Linked DNA regions of Mus musculus: region 1 is linked to region 2. The links are chromatin contacts, called in public HiChIP or PLAC-seq maps. All regions are on one chromosome and are shown on one strand. The core of a region is the stretch at or near the end of the contact, and the rest is flanking DNA. Distances in the headings are between cores, read along the strand shown. Region 1 overlaps Msrb3 (methionine sulfoxide reductase B3). Region 2 has its middle 13 kb from the start of Helb.

What was found. HiChIP or PLAC-seq counts read pairs in DNA pulled down with a chosen protein or histone mark.
Region 1: a contact with region 2 is called in an H3K27ac HiChIP or PLAC-seq map of large pre-B cells, with 4 times the contacts expected there. The contact joins two enhancer-like sites. A contact is called at or near these places in 1 of 15 datasets of contacts at CTCF or cohesin (large pre-B cells), 2 of 115 datasets of contacts at active chromatin or transcription factors (acute myeloid leukemia and large pre-B cells) and 2 of 9 other capture datasets (liver and macrophages).

Annotation. Positions count from the first base shown.
Region 1 is chr10:120,880,976-120,887,234 of GRCm38.p6, reverse strand. The region is part of intron 1 of Msrb3 (methionine sulfoxide reductase B3); the gene reads left to right. Among named protein-coding and RNA genes, the nearest start is that of Msrb3, 15 kb to the left of the region's middle. Within about 2 kb of position 4,269, at least 204 of the 459 cell types and tissues checked have an H3K27ac peak or open chromatin away from gene starts, as enhancers often do.
Region 2 is chr10:120,122,458-120,129,544 of GRCm38.p6, reverse strand. No RefSeq gene overlaps it. Among named protein-coding and RNA genes, the nearest start is that of Helb, 13 kb to the right of the region's middle. Within about 2 kb of position 3,879, at least 27 of the 459 cell types and tissues checked have an H3K27ac peak or open chromatin away from gene starts, as enhancers often do.

The DNA of each region.
Region 1 (6,259 bases), core at 3,020-5,519, 760 kb before region 2:
ACTAGGACACTGAACCTTCATGCAATCAGACGTGCCTTCCACAGGATGCCAACAGCAAGCTATCCTCTGTGCAGTGCTTAGCCTCGCACCCCACGGCATAACGCAGCATAATTTCTTTTAGAGCGGCAAACCGAATCTGAGGAGATTGTCCCGCCTCCACTGCAGCAAAAGCCTACGCTACCATGGCGAAAGTGCGGACCCGCACACTCTGCACCTAACACATGTGCCAAACACAAAACACACACACACTATAACAAGCATACATCCCAGGGCTCTCATCCCCGCTCATCTTCCCTAAAGCAAGGGATAGATAGCCAGCGGGGCTATCTCTTTAAGGGGAATTCAGGGATCAAAAAGCGTGGAAAAAATTGAATGTCATGTCGAGCTGGTATCGGCTTCTGGAATACCGAAAGGATCTCTCATCTCGGCTCCATCCTTTGTGCGTGTGGGATCATCCACCACATCCACAGGGGCAACTGGATCAGGAGCCTCATTCTTGCAGCGTCTCACCAATCTCTCCGGCACCCAAAGAGGTTCCGTCTGGTCCTGTGGAAACACACAAACAGACCCTCTCGCCCACGTCAACACCGGATCTGGTCGATCCTCTCCAAATCTCCGGACAGAAGGTCCACCTACAGGTGGCTGCTGAGGAGGCATAGGGAGGAGGCGCAGAAGCTAATTCGCCTTCCTCCTCCGCCTCGACTCTTTTATTTTGTCCTTTCTGTCCACCTGATAACACTGTGTCTCCTTTCTTTTTCCTTTTTCTTTTTAAGCCCTTCTCCTCTTCCGACATACTTTCTTGTTGCTCTATAAGGATTTTCTGACCTGTCTTGACTGCCTCTTGATTCAAACAGTAACAGAGTCCATATATCAGAACAAACAAGACCAAAACTATCAGACCTACCCACAAAGGGTCAATGGGAGAAAAAAGCATAACTACTCAGCGAGGATCTATTGATCACTACACTGAGGTTATCATAGTTCCTTAACTTGTCCCCAAACCGGGAACCTTAACGTGTCCCAAACCGGGAACCTTTCGTTACCTTGTGCCTGCTTCCTGGCAACTTTATACTTGCCTCTATTTTATCCGAGGTCCTTCCCAAACTCCTGGGGTCGCAAGTTTCACTTACCGTGAACTTACCCTGCCTGCAACCACTGACTGCTGAAAGTTCTAAACTTGGTGGGGGAGTCGGTTCCCCGTACGGGCCACCAATTGTCACGCCTGCTCTCGACCAGCAAGAACGATGCGACCACCAGTCCTTCTAACAGCAGTTTATTCCGTCTTCATCTTTCTTCTTTCTCTTCATCAGTACCGTTCCCCAGCTGAAGAGTTCTGAATCCACGCCGGATCCTTCTCAACAGTCTGTTTTACAGGAACTTTTATTAACCACTCCTTCCCCGTGATGCAGTTCTGAATCCTCCCTGTAGCAGGGGGTCTTCACTCATGCCTGAAGATGTTTCTTTTCCCGGGTTTCGGCACCACTTGTTGCGCGCGCTCAACTGGCCAGGAAGAACGACGCTGCTACAGGATCCTTCTGCACACGTTTATTCAATCCTGATTCTTCTTGTTTATATCTCCCTTGTTTATATCTCCCTTGTTTTTATATCTCCCTTGTTTTTATATCTCCCCCTTGTTTATATATCTCCCCCGAACCCTGGGCCTCTCACTCCTTTTATACTCTCAGTTCCCATCCACGCACAGCAGGCCACGCCACCTCACCAGGCACGCAGCTTCAGCTAATCAGGGCAGCAGGGGCAAATCTCCACCAAATTGGATTCACCTGTATCCTGGTACACCTGCGCAGCACTCAAGATGTTTGTGTCTTATATGAGGAAGTCAGGTGCAAGTCATATGACTTAGCTGCAGTCCCTGGCGCCTTTAGGACTGCCGCCACACCCGCTCCCCACAAGTACCGGTTTGAGTTTTCCACGTTCTAAGATTCAAATACATGAAGTTGTTAGTAATAGGGTCTTCCCTCTCAGAATATCAACAGTAGTAGAAACGACCTGTGATATTTGGGGGCCGTCTATGGGATCCCACTGACCAACAAAGTCCTGAGGTTTCTATTGGACAGGCTGCGGTGTTTGGGAGTGACACTGTACTCCCATTGTGGCCTTGTTGGAGTAGGTGTGACACTGTGGGCATGGGCTTTTACACCCTAGTCCTAGCTATCTGGAAGCCAGACTTCTCCTAGCAGCCTTCAGATGAAGAGAAGATGTAGAACTCTCAGCTCCTCCTGCGCCATGCCTGCCTGGAGGCTGCCATGTTCCTGCCTTGATAATAATGGACTGAACCTCTGAACCTGAAAGCCAGCCCCAATTAAATGTTGTCCTTATAAGAGTTGCCTTGGTCATGGTGTCTGTACACAGCAGTAAAACCCTAAGACATGTGGGGTGTGTGTGTGTCTGGGTATGTGTGTGTCTGTGTGTGTATGTGTGTGTGTCTCTGTGTGTGTGTCTGTGTGTGTGTGTGTGAATTACTGTGGTCTTTTGAGTATGTCTACTAGTATAGGCTCATGTATTTGAATGCTTGGTCCCAGTGGGCAGAATGATTTGAGAAGGACTAAGATGTGTGGCATTGTTGGAGAAGATGTGTCCCCGGGGACAGGCTATGAGGTCTCAAAAGCCCACATCCTTTCCGGGGCCTCTCAGCTCCTGCTCCAGCACTGTGCCTGCCCGCTGCCATGCTCCCCGCTGCGATGGTCATGGACTCTAGGCCTCTGAAGCCACGAGCCTTCAGATGAAGTGCTTTCTTCGGTATGTTGCCTTGGTCATGGCATAAGCAAGACACTCACTTAGGAGGGTTCCTCTCACGGCTCGTGTTACTAGCGACGTCCTTTGACCTCTCCCCTCTTTGACTTGTGCCTCTCTCCTAGATCCTCTGTAGGCTGACTCACCTTGAGCTGAGCCGCTGCTTCTCACTCAGTGGATGCGTCTCCTTCGTGGCCTCAGTCCCAGTTGTATTTAGGTCACTTTCCCTCTTATCTCCCCATCTGCCCAGCTCTCCCGTCCTCACTTCTTTTTGTGTTATCACTGACTGGGTAACCTTGCCTAGGGCACCCTGACATGCCAAAGCCAGAACTCCTTTTCTACCTCAACTTTGACCTCCTCACCCCCCCCCCCCCAGATTAGTAAATGCTGCTACCATTTACACTGATCCTCGAGCCACAGCTGTGCTCTCTGACTTAAACTCTTACCCCGACAGACAGCGGAGCTTAGTCAAGGCTGCAGCATTAGAGATCAGAGTCTCCCTGTGTGAGTCCTACCCATTTTCACGGTTTCCTTGTTAGAATTTAAATCTGCCTATCTGATAGTAGCACTCTCCTTAGTGTCTGTTCTTGTTTACCAATCCCTGCACTGGCTTCCATGGTTTGCTCTGTCAACCTCATTTTCACAAATGTCAGCCTAAGCCACATACTCTTCCTTTGTAACCAGCCAGTGACATTTAATCTTAGCTCCAAACCACTGCCAATGTTCACAGTTTTCTTTGCTTGGAACAATTTCTTCTTCCTCTTCCTCTTTCCCTTCTCCTTCTTCCCCCTCCTCTTCCCCTTCCTTTTCTCTTTCTCCTCCTCTTCCTCTCCCTCCTCTTCTTCCTCCTCCTTCTCTTCTTTCTCCTCTTCTTCCTCGTTGTCTTCCTCTTCCTCCTCCTCCTCTTCCTCCTCCTCTTCCTCTCCCTTTCCCTGTTCCTCCTCCTCTTCTTCCCCCTCTTCCCCATCCTTATCCTCTTCTTACTCTTTCTGTTTCTCCTCTTCCTCTCACTCCTTCCCCTCCTGCTTCCCCTCCTCCTCCTGTTTCTCTTCCTCTTCCTTCTCTTCTTTCTCCTCTACCTCTTCCTCTTCTATCTTCTCTTCCTCCTCCTCCTCCCATTCTTCTTTTCTTTTTTTGCATGGGATATTATTTCTTGCTTTTACCTTTTATAAGTATGGGCCTGAGTCCCGGCTTCTGACGCTGGGGGATTGTTACCAAGCTTGGTAACCTTAGCTCTCACTTTGCTAACACCAGAGTGAGCTGCCAGTTACTATGGTGTCCTGTTTTACTTTTAGCGTCTGTCTGTCAAGTAGACCGGAGAGCAGATGCCACGCTGGCCTGTCCGGTTTGACAATGAGAGCGCTTTTGAGTTTGGTGTGTGTTGTCTTTCAAGCTTACAAAAGAGGAGAACAGAAAGCTTTCTGTGAATTCCCTTTCAAAGACGCAGGCTGTAAGGAGAGAGGAAGGGAGCTCTAGAAAGGAGGGGATTGGCTTGCTGTTGGAGCGTCTTCATTTTGATTGGAGCACGAGCCAGAGTTTTCAAGGCGGGGGTTGGGGGGACCCCCAGCATCTCCCAGATTTGCTTGTCCATGTTGAGAGTCAGCATACGGGTTCTTCCTTAGTCCTTTGTAAGGTGATAAGCCTGTGTCCTGACCTGCCAGAATTACCTACTGGATTTAGGCAGGTGGTGTTCAGTTGGTGCTTTCCGTACCTGGTGACCTAGCTGCACTCTGGGCTTTCTTCTGCTTCTGCAGAAGCCAGTGGGAATGTGCTGGGCTCTCAGGACCCTGATCACAGGAACAGTGGTCGCTGGGATGAGTGGGGATTTGACCTTTCCTTTTGTGTTTCCTCTCTGCACGTGATCCAGCAGAGGCTTTCAGAAGAACCTTATTTGTGTTACGTTTTAAGGGCGGATGCAGGCTTTCCTGTTTTTAATATTCTCTTCTCTGCTTTCATGGGAGTGACGAAATCTGACCGCGAGTGAGCTCTTTTGAAAAGTATTGCTTCCCTTTTATTGGTGCCTGCATGTACCGGCGAAAGGAAACACCTTTTCTCCCACATCTCTTTTCAGACCCTTCTGCGCCGCTTCTTTATTTTGCACTGCTGTGTGAGTCACTCTTTTTAATAACCTCACACAAAAAAATCATCATTTTTATTTTATGCCACGGACCTAGCCAATGACGCTCTCTTACTTCTCCCTGCGCTCATTTCTTATAGCATGTTGTGTTTGCCTTCATCTTTTATAGGGGTTATTTTGGTTTCTGTGGTTGTAGAAACACCACAAATCTCACTCGAGCTGACCAGCACATTAAAAGTGCTTCAGTGCTCACTCTTCTCTGTGGGAGGAATTTAGGAATAATTGTCCTGCCTTGCTTCTATTAGTCAAGATGGATGCTGTAGTTGAAAGTGGTTGCTTTTGCATTATTGTCTTCATACTTTTAAGGATTATTTTCATCTAATGAGTGACCTTTATTATATTTACTGATCACCAGGGGTCTCAGTCAGTGTCCTGTTGCTGGGAAGACACACCACGGGCAAGGCAGCTCTTACGAAGGTCAACATTTCATTGGGGCTGGCTCAGACATTTAGAGGGTCAGTCCATTGTCAGCATTGTGACATGCAGGCAGACATGGTGCTGGAGAGGTAACTGAGAGCTCTACATCTGGATCCACAGGCAGTACAAAGAGAGACACTGGGCCTGATTTGAGTATTTGAAATCCCAAAGCCACCTCCAATGACATACTTTCTCCACTAAGGCCACACCTGCTCTAACAAGGCCACACAGGGCACCCTGGGGACCCAGCATTCAAAGCTCTGAGCCTATGGGGGGGGGGGTGTTTCATTCTTATTGAAACCACTACACCACCACATTATTTTAAATTCTGTCAACCTTTAAATTCATTAATGATATTTTGACTTATACATCCTTCATAGCCCGGAATCTATACTTGAGCTGATACTTTTTATTTTTTAATTAGATATTTTCTTTATTTACATTTCAAATGCTATCCCTACACCCTTCCCCCACCCTGCTCCCCTACCCACCCACTCCCACTTTTTGACCCTGGCGTTCCCCTGTACTGGGACATATAAAGTTTGCAAGACCAATGGGCCTCTCTTTCCCCTGATGGCCGACTAGGCCATCTTCGGATACATATGCAGCTAGAGACACGAGCTCCGGGGTACTGGTTAGTTCATATTGTTGTTCCACCTATAGGGTTGCAGACCCCTTTAGCTCCTTGGGTGCTTTCTCTAGCTTCTTCATTGGGGGTTCCTGTGTTCCATCCTATAGATGACTGTGAGCATTCATTTCTGTATTTGCCAGGCACTGGCATAGCCTCACAGGAGACAGCTATATCAGGGTCCTTTCAGCACAATCTTGCTGGCATATGCAATAGTGTCTGGGTTTGGTGGCTGATTATGTGATGGATCCCTGGGTGGGGCAGTCTCTGGATGGTCCTTCCTTTCATCTTAGCTCCAAACTTTGTCTCTGTAACTCCTTCCATGG
Region 2 (7,087 bases), core at 2,630-5,129:
CCTGGTCTACAAAGTGAGTTCCAGGACAGCCAGGACTACACAGAGAAACCCTGTCTCAGAAAAAAATGGCAGGAGCAGCTACTTCAGGCGATGAATGAGGAAGGGTGTTCCCATGGTTTGGGGACAACCAGGTCAGGTGTCCATCCTTCTCAGTAGCCTCCCTCACAACGGACTATCTGATGTGGATCTAATTCCTCCACAGTGCGACACAGAAAGGATATCTTATTAAATAAAGGTTGTCTCTGGGTGACAGCGATTTTCACGGGGACATTTGCATTAGGGATGTTCTCAGCGGGGGTGGGAGAGAAGACGCTCAGGAAACCAGAAAACCTCTGCCTCTTTGATTTTAGTGCCTCTCTCAGAATTCTCAATTTTGGAAAGAATTGCTGGAACAATTGTGGACTGCATATACTCTACTGTGAATCTCTAAGACATGAGCTCTCCCACACACCGGGAAACCCTCTGTGTGTCCTCTGCCCGGACTGCTCCAGCTGCGCATGACAGAGCCAGCTTCCTCTCCCTTTAAACAGAAAGGGAAGTGTGCGCTTTAGCTCCATCTTTTCTTTGAGCAGAGCCTTCCCACACATCTTGGATCGGGGGAAATTTATTGCAGGGGCTCCCTCAGAGCTGAATACTTTCCACCTGTCCTTGTTTAGTTAGCTCTCCTGGTAATTAGTGAACTGACCATGGTTCCTCACACCCGCAGCAAACCGTCCCAGAATTTCCGGTGCCGAGAAACTCTCCAGGAGAGCTCCAGGCAGCTCACCTTTGCCCCAGGAGCAGCTGGCATGAGACAGGCATTTAATAACTATTTGCTGAATAATGCAAATACATGCGTGAATGTCCCAAAGAATGAATAAAAATGTTTAAGTTTCAACACTAATGAGGTGTTATGCAAAAGAAGATAATAAGTGTGTGTTTGCTTTTCGCAGCAGGATGCAATGAGGTCTCCGACTTTGAACTCTGCTTAGAGAAGCTCACTTTTCTGAGCATCCTTTCAGAACAATGCTCCCTACTCCTCTAGGAGATAACTCTTCTTCTTCTTCTTCTCCTTCTTCTTCTTCTTCTTCTTCTTCTTCTTCTTCTTCTTCTTCTTCTTCTTCTTCTTCTTCTTCTTCTTCTTCTTCTTTTTCTTCTTCTTCTTCTTCTTCCTCCTCTTCCTCTTCCTCTTCCTCTTCTTCTTCTTCTTCTTTTTCCTTCTTCTTCTCTCCTTCTCCTCCTCCTCCTCCCCCTCCTCCTCTCCCTCCCCCTTCTCCTTTTCCTCTTCTTCCTCTTCTTCTTCTCCCTTCTAGACTTTTTTTTTAAAAGACAGAGTCTCAAGTAAGCCAAATAAATCCAAACCTATTATGTGTCCAAAACTGATCATGATCCTCTGATCTTTCTGCCTCCATCTCCCAAGTGCTAGGATTGTAGGCACACATCAAGGGTAGGCACATACTGAGTGTAGACATACACACTCACCGAGTGTAGGCACAAATTGTGTGTATGCACACATCATTAGGATCAAAGCAAGGATGTATGCATGTCAGGCAAGCACATACATCCTGTGTGTGTGGTGTATGTGTGGTATGTGTGTGGTATGCCCATATGTATGTATGTATGTGTAGTGTGTGTGTATGTATGTATGTGTGTTATCTATGTATGTATATATGTGTGTGTGTGGTGTGTATGTATGTTTGTGTGTGTGTGTGTGTGGTGTGTGTGTGTAATGTGTGTGTGTGTGTGTGTGTGTGTGTGTGTGTGTGTGTAGCATGGTGACTGAGGGCAGAAAGCACTCCCTGGCAGCCTCTTCTTTTCTGACCTGGGGTCACTCATTGAACCTAGAGCTCACGTCTTCAGCTGGACAGTGAACCCTCAGGGTCAGACAGCCTCTCCTGCTAGTGCAGGGGTTACAGGCAGTGCTGCTGCGTCTAGCATTTCTGAGGGTGCAGGGGGTGCAGTCTCGGGTCCTCATGCCTCTACAACACAAACTTTACCCACTGAGCTGTTTCTCCAGTTCCCAGGACACCTTAAAAATGTTGTTGTTGTGTAATCAAGCCCATGGAACTCTCCATAAATCAGTTAGGTGAAACCTCACCCACACAACCAACCATTACACCTAAAAGGACTGCATAGCTAATACCCCGAAAGTTCCCAATGTTCTTTTCCCATCCTGACCCCAAAGGAAAGAACTACCCTGCAGTTTCCCAGTAAGCAATTGCTAATTTTAGCAGCATCATTGACACACAATTCAGACATGAGACAGTGCGTCTGTTGACAGTCCATAGTTGGAGATTTTTGGTGTAGATTTGGGCAACCGTCACCATGTACAATGTTTCTTCAGCCCTTGTGTTAGTCAGGGTTCGGTTGCTGTGACATGTGATGAGACATCATGACCACAGCAGTGCTCGCTTGTTTCCCTTAGTGGAATTGTGCAGCAAGAGATTTGTTTTTTGTTTGTTTGTTTGTTTTTGTTTTTTGAGACAGGGTTTCTCTGTATTGCCCTAGCTGTCCTGGAACTCACTCTGTAGACCAGGCTGGCCCCTAACTCAGAAATCTGCCTGCCTCTGCCTCCCAAGTGCTGGGATTAAAGTCGTGTGCCACCACTGCCCAGCTCAGCAAGTGATCTTTTGTGATGATTTTTTTCACCTTGCTTATTTCTTGGTCTGTCTATATTGTAGCATGAATGGACAGTTTCTTCTTCTTCTTCTTCTTCTTCTTCTTCTTCTTCTTCTTCTTCTTCTTCTTCTTCTTCTTCTTCTTCTTCTTCTTGCAAAGTAGTATTTCCTTGCACAGATATATCACTCATCAGCTGATGAATGGTTGGGTTGTTTTAGCCATTTCAGTATCATTGGCAATATTATGATTATCACTTATGTATAGGTTTTTGTGTGGATATGTTTTCTATTCTCTTGGGCATATACTAAAGAATTCGATTGCTGAGAAAATGAATCTTCCATTTACTCCTCTGTGTTTTGCAGTGTGAGGAACTGTCAAAGTGTTTGCCAGTTGATTGTATCATGTGCAAGTCTGTCACCCGGGCAGGGGTGTTCCAGCTTCTTGCAGTAGTTACGCTGTGTCCGTTCAAACTGACAACCTTATTAGGTGCGAAAGTAGCTTTTGACTGTAGTTTTGATTGATATTTTTCTGACAAATGATGTGAGCATCTTTTGAAACGTGCATCAGCGGGCTGGTGAGATGGCTCAGCAGTTAAGAGCACTGACTGTTCTTCCAGAGGTCCTGAGTTCAATTCCCAGCAACCACATGGTGGCTCACAACCATCCGTAATGAGATCTGATGCCCTCTTCTGGGGTGACTGAAGACAGCTACAGTGTACTCATATATAATAAATAAATAAATCTTTTTTTGTTTTTCTTTTTGAGACAGGGTTTCTCTGTGTAGCCCTGGCTGTCCTGGTACTCACTTTGTAGACCAGGCTGGCCTCAAACTCAGAAATCTGCCTGCCTCTCCCTCCTGAGTGATGGGAACTCAGGACCTTTGGAAGAGCAGTCAGCGCTCTTTACCACTGAGCCATCTCTCCAGCCTGAAACACTACTTCCTTGCTGATGACTTGCAAAACCTTTTTTTTTCCTCACCTAGATTTTTGTTTTTTACATTTTCTTGACAATACCTATCGACACCCCAACCTGAAATGAGAATGAAGTTCCATTTTTCTCTCCCTTCGTTACTTTATTAATTAATTAATTTATTGGCGTTATGTCAAAGAAACGCATGCCTTGTCCAAAGTCATCAAGCTTCACTCCTATTTTTCTTCTATGAACTTTCTATAATCTCTCATTTCCTGGGTCTGGCCTTTGCATAGTCAAGGCTCTCCCCGAAGCGGCAGCAGCTCATCAGGATTTCAAATAGCGTTTCGCTTCCTGCTATCGATGCTCTAGCATTTCCTCTAATGAGAAAACAGGACGCTCTTAGCCTAGGGACTACAAAGGTGCAGAGCTTGTTGGTGACAGACTTTATGTAGAAGAACCATTTTCCCCTAAGACATTCGATCCACTTTAGGTCCAAGTTTTCCCCTCCGTCCAGTCTAAAATCTTCTGGGAAACATGGAGTAGTGGCTAGTCTTTGCAGGGACTACAGCACCGTTAAAATGATGTCCCACAGACATTTACAAAACCAACTTACTTTACCCACATCCTGCAGGATTATTTTTAGAACCAAGAAGTCAGGCCTTTTCCCTGGAGCGGTAGTTACCAATTATGACCAGCAGGGGGCAGCAGAGGCATGACAGCACTGTCCTAGTTTAAGAAGTCAGGCCAGTCGAAGCCCTAAGCACCATGGGATTAAAAACTACTGAGCATTCAGATCAGCAAAAAAAAAAAAAAAAAAAAAAAAAAAAAAAAAAAAAAAAAAAAAAAAAAATCTGGAAAACCTAGGACATAGTTTGCTCAAACAAACAAACAAACAAACAAACAAAATAAAACCATTGTTATTGTGGTGGTTTGAGTAGGAATGGCCTCTACAGACTCATGTGTTTGAATGCTTGACCCATACCGAGTAGCATTATAGAAGGTGTGGCCTTGCTGGAGTAGGTGTGACCCTGTTGGAGGTCGTGGGTCACTGAGGGCAGGCTTTGAGATCTCAAAAGCCCTAGTCTGGCCAGTATGTCTCACTCTTCACTTCTGACTGTGGATCAAGATGTAGAACTCTCGGGAGCTGGAGAGATTGCTCACTAAGAGAACTGTCTACTTTTCCAGAGGACCTGAGTTCAATTCCCAGCAACGACATAGTAGCTCACAACCATCTGTAGCAGATCTGATGCCCTCTACTGGTGTACTTGTGTACATACAATAAATCTATCTATCTATCTATCTATCTATCTATCTATCTATCTATCTAAAAGATGTAGAATTCTCGGCTCCTTCTCCAGCACTATGTCTGCCTGCATGCTGCCATGACTCCTGCCATGACGACAATGGACTAAACCTCTGAAACGGTAAGCCAGTCCTAATTCATTTTCTTTATAAAAGTGTCTCTTTACAGCATTAAAACCCTAAGATAGCTAAACCCAAAGCACCTACACTTGGAACCTGACCCTTGTCAGAAATACAGTAGAAAGATTTTGAAGTGGTGAGCTTTTTGTTTGTTTGTTTGTTTGTTTTAAATAGGCTTCCAAAAGGGCAAATCTGCGTGCTTAATATAGAAAAGATTGGATAACAGAAAATGTTTCCAAGGAAAGACCATGTTGGAACCTGGAGTTACCAGGGTGACATCTTCCTCATGACCTCCTAAGTGAGCCACAGTCCTGATCCATGCAACACAACTCTCTTAGTGAGGGTTTTACTGCTCTGAAGAGACACCATGACCATGACAACTCTTATAATGGAAAACATTTTACTGGCACAGGCTTACAGGTTCAGAGGTTCAGTCCATTATCATCATGGTGGGAAGCATGGTGGCATGCCGGCAGACATGGTGCTAGAGAAGGAGCTGAGAGTTCTACATCTTGATCTGCAGGCAGCAGAAAGAGACTGTCACGCTGGCTGTAGCTTGAGAGTATGAGACCTTAAAGCCTGCCCTCACAGTGACGCACTTCTTCCAGCAAGGCCACACCTACTCCAACAAAGCCACACCTCCTAATAGACCCACTCCATATGGGCTAGGCACTGAAATGCACAAGTCTATGGGCTTGTCATTCCTATTCAAACCACTAGAGCAGAACATGTGGAAGAAGATCTGTTTGTGATGGCGGACTGGGATATTTTTCATCCACAGCCTGGCAGTAATAATGCTATTGGCTCTTCTTCCTTAATCTTGGGGTCCTCCAATATGTATAACAGTTCATTTCCTTTATTCCAGAATCTTCCATTTTTTCTTTCTTTCTTTCTTTCTTTCTTTCTTTCTTTCTTTCTTTCTTTCTTTCTGTTTTTTTGGTTTTTTGTTTTGTTTTGTTTTGTTTTTTTGAGACAGGGTTTCTCTGTGTAGTCCTGGCTGTCCTGGAACTCACTCTGTAGACCAGGCTGGCCTCGAATCCATTTTCTTTTCTTTTTTAAAAAAGATTTATTTATTATTATACATAAGTACACTGTAGCTGTCTTCAGATGCACCAGAAGAAGGTGTCAGATCTCATTACAGGTGGTTATGAGCCACCATGTGGTTGCTGGGATTTGAACTCAAGACCTTCAGAAGAGCAGTCAGTGCTCTTACCCGCTGAGCCATCTCACCAGCCCATCGAATCCATTTTTCACATCTCATAATTTTTCTACACTATTTCTACTCATGTCCCTCACTTTATCAAAGACATCCCACAATTCCACTTTTTAAAACATTCATTCTTATTTCAGTTGGTAAAAGATATACATTCATTTAGACTCACAATTACTGAATATTTCCTATATAGAAAAAGGCTTTGCCACAAGAAACATACACTGTTGTTAACAAAATGGGACATTAGAAGCCCATTCAGGGGCTGGGTGTGGCGGGTGCATGTTCTTTGCCCCAGCACTTGGGAGGCAGCTACCAGTGGATCTCTGTGAGTTCAAAGCCAGCTTAGTCTACATAGTGAGTTCCAGGCCAGCCAGAGCTCCATAATGAGACCCCTCCTTTTAAAAAAACGGAAGAAGGAAAAGAAGAAAAGCACAGCAGGGCTCTCCGGTCTAAGAAACATTAATCCAAGTTGCCAGTTATTTTATTACCCATTATTCTCATCTGTAAGACTTTCTCTTTGAAGCAGCCTCAGGTCAAAAGATGTCCTGAGTATGTAACAATCTAACCCTTTGAAACAGGAAAATGTAGCCAAGGGTAGTAGTAGTGTGCACCTTTAATCCTAGCACCCAAGAGGCAGAGGCAAGGGTCTCTGCCAGAGCCAGCAGGCTTCGTTTAATGGAGACGCAGAAGGCTTAGATTAAGCAGCCTCTTGCCAAGAAGAAGTGCCAGCCCTGCATTGCCGGGTATTCTAAGTGTAAGAGGAGCCTATAGTTTACACGTGAAATCTTCTGATGTTTAAATGTGACCTGTAAGGGCACTTAAAAAAAAACCAAAACAAACAATGAGCCCTGTTGAATGGGAAACAAGCAGGCCTGCCTTGCTTGCAGCTCCAGCCCCACCACAGAGCACACATCATACCTGAGCCCTCTTTTCTGCCCACGTG